Regions from separate parts of the Hordeum vulgare genome. Here region 2 is linked to region 1. Evidence: chromatin contacts called from public Hi-C data. All regions are on one chromosome and are shown on one strand. The core of a region is the stretch at or near the end of the contact, and the rest is flanking DNA. Distances in the headings are between cores, read along the strand shown.

Region 1 (3,397 bases), core at 285-2,784:
CCGCATCGACTTGGAACAAAAATGGATGCTCGAGAGAAGAAAAGGGGAAACAAAATCAAGGCTCACCTGCTGATCCTCTGGGGCTCGTTCTCTGACGACATGACGATCACCGGGATCGGCTTCAGAGGACTCATCGCCTGAAAACATCCATGGAAATCAGTATGGGAATTCCAGGGGCATTGGACATCTTGTACCAGCCAGAACAATGACTGACAACACAAATGTGGAAAAGGAAATAGGTACTGCATGTGCAGCGAGGTTGTATACCTTGATGGCCTTGAGGAGGTCGTAGCCGGTCATCTCAGGCATGCAGTAGTCAGTGAGCACCATGTCGACGGCCTGCTCCTGCAGACAAACACCACAGGTGACAGAAAACAATTAGCATAGCATATTATTATTATCACCCTACTAATCCAAGCAACACCTTTCTCCAACAATGCCTTTTAACTTGTGCTCTCGTTGTCCTGTGGCTACCAGACAGCCCCGGCAGGCCGCTGTAAGACGGCGAGTTTTTATCCCTTTCCCCCCATAAAAAAGTGTCGCGACCTTTTTCTGCCCTCCCGTCCTCCCCTCCCAAGAACACAAAACCCTCACGCGCGCATGCGCGAGCCCCTTCCCCGTACGGCCGGCTGGCCACCGACAAGTGGCTCGCCGCCGTGGCGCCAAGCCAACGGCCAAAAGTGGGGGGAAATTAAGTAAGGGGAGGAGCAAGTCTTTGCCCGCTTTGCAGTTGATGATTGCTATGCAGTAGTGAATGCGAGGCGGCGATGTGCCGTGGACAGACAGAGCGGATGGAATTGGAATTGGAATTGTTTGTTACCTTGCCGTCCTTGAGCCCCAGGAACTCCATGGCCTTCTTGGCGCTGTCGACGGCGATGACTGTATGATGTGGTAGTAAGATTTAGTACAGAGCAAAACATGTTGTGGTAAAAAGCTCAGAAACGCCGTGGCGATGGGGAAGGAAATGAAATGAAAGGAAGATTGAAAACATGGGACCGTGACGATCGATTATGCTCTATCTGCAGTTTGCAGTGCGCACGCGTGCTGTTCAAGAGAAGGCGCGCGCATGGGCCGAGCGAATTAACGGAGCAAGAAGTCAACGGCCTCGCCATTAAAGGGAATTCGATGTCAAGAGAGGCATGGAAGGGAAGGGAGCTGACCGTGGAAGGAGCCGGCGAAGGTGTTGCTGCCGAGCACCAGCTCCACCACCTTCCTGTCGACCGGGGAGTCGTCCACCAGCAGCACCCTCGTCACGCCCTCCGCGCCTCCTCCTCCTTCCATCTCCCTCTCCTCTCCTCTCCACCAGACAAACAACCACCCCAGCAGCAGCAGCAGCAGCAGCAGGTCCTCCTCCTTGGCTCCTACTAGCGGTAATGGTAAGAAAGATACTAGAGAGAATTATCAGTGCGAGGCGTTGCACCGGAGTGAGGTGAGGTGAGGTCACAGGCGGCACCGAGAACGGCCTTTTAAGCAGCCGGGCGGGAGGCGGGAGGGAGTACGAGCATTTGATGACCCGGCGCACCTGCAGGCGAGTGATGAAGGCTCCTCTCCTCTCCTTCTTCAGGGGGGGGGGGGGGGGGGGTGCCCGCGAGCGTGGTGGAGAGAGAAGAGAGGGGGGTGGGCCCGGGCGCGCCCGCCCGTGCGGGCCCCGCCGGCGGTGGCCAGCTCGTGGGGCACGGGAAATGCTTTCCCCCTCCCCCTCCTCTAGATTTTGCTGTCGGGGAATCTCTCCACCCCCCTTCCCTTCCACTTTTCTCCGTCACCCTTTCCCTTTTCCCCGGTACGTCCGACGCGGGAGGAGGGATCGATCGCCACCGGTGGTACGACGGCCATCCGCGCGTCGTGGCGCCACGCGTTGCGTCGTATCATCGGCGGCTAAAATACTCCTCGTTATTACGTACTGTATTATTATTATTATTATTATTATTATCTTAGCGTTGGGTGATTATGTTCCTTGGTGATTGATTGAAAACCATTTGACCTGCCCCGGGGTCCGATCGCGTCCGATCCTTCTCTTTCCGGGGCCTCCTCCGTCGCGGGCGAGCATGATCGCGGCACGGCGTGGAGTGGGAGGTGCTAACTAAACAAAGTCAGCACGTGGATTCGGCGCGGGATACGTTCCAACCGTTTCGTGCTTTTTTTTTTGCTCTGCTTGTTGCTGGTATTATTATTATCATGGCGCTGGCTGGAGATGTTTATTCGCATGTCTGTGCCAACTAAATCATGCTCTCGTGGATGCGTATCTTGCGGATTATGTATGCATATGTTTCTCCTGCTTGAGTGCGGGCTGCGGATATGATTTGGTGTGCACATGCTAGCTAGTGGTGATATATGTATGTACTATCAGATAAGACGCTGCATCTTTTTTGCTTTGCTTGCCCTGTGTCTGTATCGAGCTAAATGTATGGCAAGTGGACGATATATAATATGGATCATGTTTACTAGTGCTGTGTTTGAGGCTAAACACAGTTTGCCGCAGGCTAGGCATACCACTGCTTGACTGTTCAACTTGCACTTGATCTCAAGAAAAGCTCCGGCTAAAGCAGCCAGTGGGATTTAATACACACAAGCAGGGATGACAAGATATTTACATCAAAAAACATATTCGATTGAATCATAAAATTCCACTACTAGGGAATTGAACGCACACAGTAATTGTTTCCTCACCCCCAAATGATCACAACGACACATGTTTATTTTCGTTGCTCCAGTTCTCTAACATCGAAACCATTTGCTTCAAGTCGGCGATAGGGCTTGCCGCGATGGCGTCGGTGGCTGCTATGGGCTTGAGTGCGAGAGTCAACGCTACTACTCTAGGCTACTCCCCCTGGCGGGAGTGCGTCGGGGATGGTTGCATGGTGGGTGGGTGGGTGGGTGTGTGTGTGGGGGGGGGGGGGGGGGGGGAGCTACTCCCCCGTGCTCGATGTGGAGAAAAGTTGACAACAATACAACACCATTATCTCACAAGCAAGGAAAGGGTGAAGATCCATCGCATGGAAATCCCATGTCATGGCAACCAGTTGTCGGTGGCAGTGGATCTAAAGAGGAGATTGTGGGAGATCCTTGACTCCTGCTTGTGGGATTATGCCCCCTTAAGGTTTTGGCTGATTAGTGACAAAATGGTTAAAGGATTAATGTATTTGTGAGTATACATAGGTGGAAATCTCTGAAAAATTTATTTAACTCAAGGCTTATGACCCCTAAAAATGTTGTGAAGATATTGAAGAATTCGACGCACTATTTGAAGAGTTTGAAGCCTGAAGAATATTTAATAGTTTCTTTATCCTTCTTTGAGTCAATAGGGCAAAGAGTACTGCTAAGGTGGCTTTAAGTGTTACTCAGACAATATGTCACTAGTCATGCTCAATTAAACCTATTTCTTTAGAGTTGAAGGCAT
Region 2 (3,381 bases), core at 34-2,533, 660 kb after region 1:
ATATATACTCCCTCTGTCTCAAAATAAGTGCCTCAACTCTATTATAATTTTGTACTAAAATTAGTACAAACTTGAGACACTTATTTTGGGACAGAGGGAGTAGTTCATAGTGATTTTTTTTAAATATGTTTAAAATTGGAGAGAGTACTGTATAATACGAACTCAGCTAATCCATTGCATGCAGAGTAGTTAATTAAATTACGCTACTGGGTTTCGGCTTATTGCTGGTTAGTATTGAATCGATTCGTGTTATATCACATTCTGCTCAGCTGAGTAGTGTAATACATGTTGGAAAGAGTTCGGTTTCAAGGTTCAAATGAACAGGGCAACGGAATGCTACCAAAAAGGGCACTAATGTACAGCTTGCAGAAGGTACGTGTATCAATGATTCAATGTGTACTCGTATAGAGCCAGCAACAGAACGAGTTCTATTACATGGTCTAGCACTTATGATCTCGAGTTCTAGACCATGATGATACATAGCTGGGATGTCTCCTGGAGAGAGAAAACGAGACCATGCAGTTTTCTTTCTTGTTCAAAATTTGTTGTGCTCCATACGCTTTCCTATCACAACTTGACGTGTGCACGAGGACAACCGAGAGGCTCACCGTGTGGCTGCCACGTCGGGATCGAGCCTGGCCTTGCGTTTCCTTGTCGTTGAGACAAGCCTAGCTGATCAAATTAAGCGGCACTAGTTCTTGCTGAACGTACGTAGCAGCAGTACTTCTCTGGCCTGCAAGTGTTCTACGCCCTTCGCGCTAGCTAATTAGAAAGAGTAGCAGCATCTAGGTACCGCTCTTCTCCTCTGAGAACCAATCGGGGATGAACGTGCTCGCTCTATCAATATCGAGAAGCAACGGAAAGCTTGGACGGGAAACGAGAAAGAAAGGAATGCAAATCAACAAGCGGCTCAAGATGGAGCTCGAGATTACCTGACGGCCCTGAATCCCCCTGCGCCTGCTGTGCTCCTCTCGTGATCAAGAGCGGCCTCCTCCCCTGGGAAACGCCGACGGAGACGGAAATGGAAGAGTACGAGTCCCGCAAGGCACAGGGCGTACGGAAAACGGAAGGCCGTGGAAAAAGTGGAGGGAGGGAGGGAGGTAGAAGAAGGAGGCGGGCGGGACAAGTCAGGTGGCGGTATAAAAGAAAGAGACGCTAGAGACGAGGGCGAGATCCAGAGGCGCGCCCATTGGCTGCCGGGGGCGTTTCCCTCGATTAATATAATACTACTCCGTGTATATACGGAGTAGTATGTGGTTGCATGAAATGGCGGATCGGGATGCCTTCCTTCCCTTCCGACGCACTCGATCGCGGCTTTATCCGGGGCCGGCTCATCGGCCCTCCCAATCATGGCGCGGACGTGGGATCTGGTCTGCGCTGGCTCGGGGAACGTGTCCCTCGTGGCGCCGGCGGGGCCCGCGGCCAGCGCGGACACGTGGGACGGCTGATCGCCAGGTGGACTGGACGGCTGCGATCGGCCCTGACCTCACCTTACCTGCGATTTCGTTCTTTCGCTGTTTCTCGTCGGTGCCGTCTCTTCTTTTCTGGCATTTCCTCTGCTTCATTCATAATTGTCTGTGGTGCTTTTCTTTCTGAACCTAGTACTAGATTGGTCGGCTTGATGGGTTCTGAGCTACGACTGTGCTTGCCGACCACCGGTACCGGGGCATCGTCGTCATAGGTACGTCGTGCATCACGGGCGGCCTCGTTGATAATTAACCCGATGGGTTGCATGCATCACGGGGCGGCCTCCTTGTCAAATTAAGCCTTGATAGGGACGACTCTTCTGTAGCAAGAGGAAAGAGGAAAGATTCAAGGAAAGCGGCCGGAGGGCGAGAGGGATCTACAAGGCCTGAGAAACGATGCTAGTTTGCCTCACCTATGAGGTAATCCCACAAGCACCGGTCGCCGTAATGTCATATCATTATGGAACTTGAGGAGCTATGCGGGTCCGGACATACAATTGACTAACAAAGAAAAACAAGTGGTTCTTTTTTTTCGCTCTTTTCACATGCATGATCCCCATCTCATTTCTCTTCTTTCAACAGGACAACACACCACAGTATCCATCACATGGATGGTCTCTTTTTTACTTTCTTTTCTCAAACCAAATTAATTTGTAAATAGCAGTGGATGACTTCCTCCCATGTCCATGAACCGCGTCCGGACATAAAAACAAACATTTACGATATCAGATTACCGGTTAGCGTTGGAGATGCCCTAACGGAGCTTTTTTTCACAGGGAATCCGCTTGTCATTGACTACAAGATCACTTCCTTCTCCGTCTTGGGAATGATTTTTGTTTTTGCTAGATTTCAACAAGGACATGAATTACAACTAGGATTTAAACAATCATTTAAACTCAACTTTCTGCTAGAATTTAAACTACAGATTCTTCCTATGTTTGGAAGTGACTTCACATATGCGCGCGGGGGGGGGGGGGGCTTCGGTTGTCATGACAATTGCGCTTGCGCGGTCGACGAACGCATGTGCATCCTCGATGTGGGAGAAGCCACATTTTATTAGGTTGGTATGAGCATTGCATCCATTTATGTCAAGGCGGTAGCCGACATCCGGTCAAAGTAGAGGAGGGAGGCGGGAAGGCTCTCCGAGCCGACGGTTGATTCAACCTTACATAGTGTGTCGTCCTCCACCCACTAGGAGTAGTCTCGGACCCTATCCCCATAAATACAATTGATCATCTCTTTCATTTTCTTTCGTGTCTACATTGACTAGCCAATCATTTCTTGTGAGTATAGCGATCTTATATTTCTTATTGGCATAGTAGCTTTATGGTGGAAAATATGTATTTCTACCGCCTTCTTTTAGCCACTACACTCAAGGTTGTTGACGCCTCATGATCTTCTCTTGATGGAACAATTCCTCAAGTTGATCTTCCAGCTTGATTCGTACCTAGACACCCCCCTACATCCACGTTCTTCCTTCAATCGAGCCAACAAGTCCTTAAGCTTGCTAATTTCCTTCCATTGACTATTGAATTCTTCCATGCTCACTTTTTAAGGTCACCCCCAAACGATGGAGTTTAGCATGTATGGTCCTCCCCGTTGATAGTTTTATTACTTCCACATGTCACTTCCATCATGTGTCTCTCACATTTTCTCATACCGAAACAACTTTGGTAGTCAATCCATCCTCCCTTACTGATACTCGACTTCTAGTTGTAGCCATATCGCATAATGTTCCTAAACAGGAGTGTGAACATGCCAGACGCCAACTGTTGGATAAATTGTTACCCACTCAGGCGTAACAAGAGTCTGGTCTAGCCATACTCGAGTATAGCTTTCCCTAGCCACCATTTTGTCAGAAGACTAATCCGCGCCGGTATATCCTAGATCAGCCCACAAGTGTCAAGTACATCTC

The links. Hi-C and Micro-C count contacts between places; a contact is called where the count stands out from the background.
Region 2: a Hi-C map of leaf shows a contact between it and region 1, with 3 times the contacts expected there. The contact joins the promoter of LOC123426799 here to the promoter of LOC123426797 in region 1. A contact is called at or near these places in 3 of 6 Hi-C or Micro-C datasets (leaf and seedling).

Annotation. Positions count from the first base shown.
Region 1 is chr2H:489,693,523-489,696,919 of MorexV3_pseudomolecules_assembly, forward strand. LOC123426797 (two-component response regulator ORR1-like) reads right to left here and starts at 1,535. Exons shown (of 6, transcript XM_045110687.1): 1 at 1,161-1,535; 2 at 821-879; 3 at 268-345; 4 at 67-137. The coding sequence starts at 1,281.
Region 2 is chr2H:490,351,193-490,354,573 of MorexV3_pseudomolecules_assembly, forward strand. LOC123426799 (chloride channel protein CLC-c-like) reads right to left here and starts at 1,284. Exons shown (of 8, transcript XM_045110688.1): 1 at 933-1,284.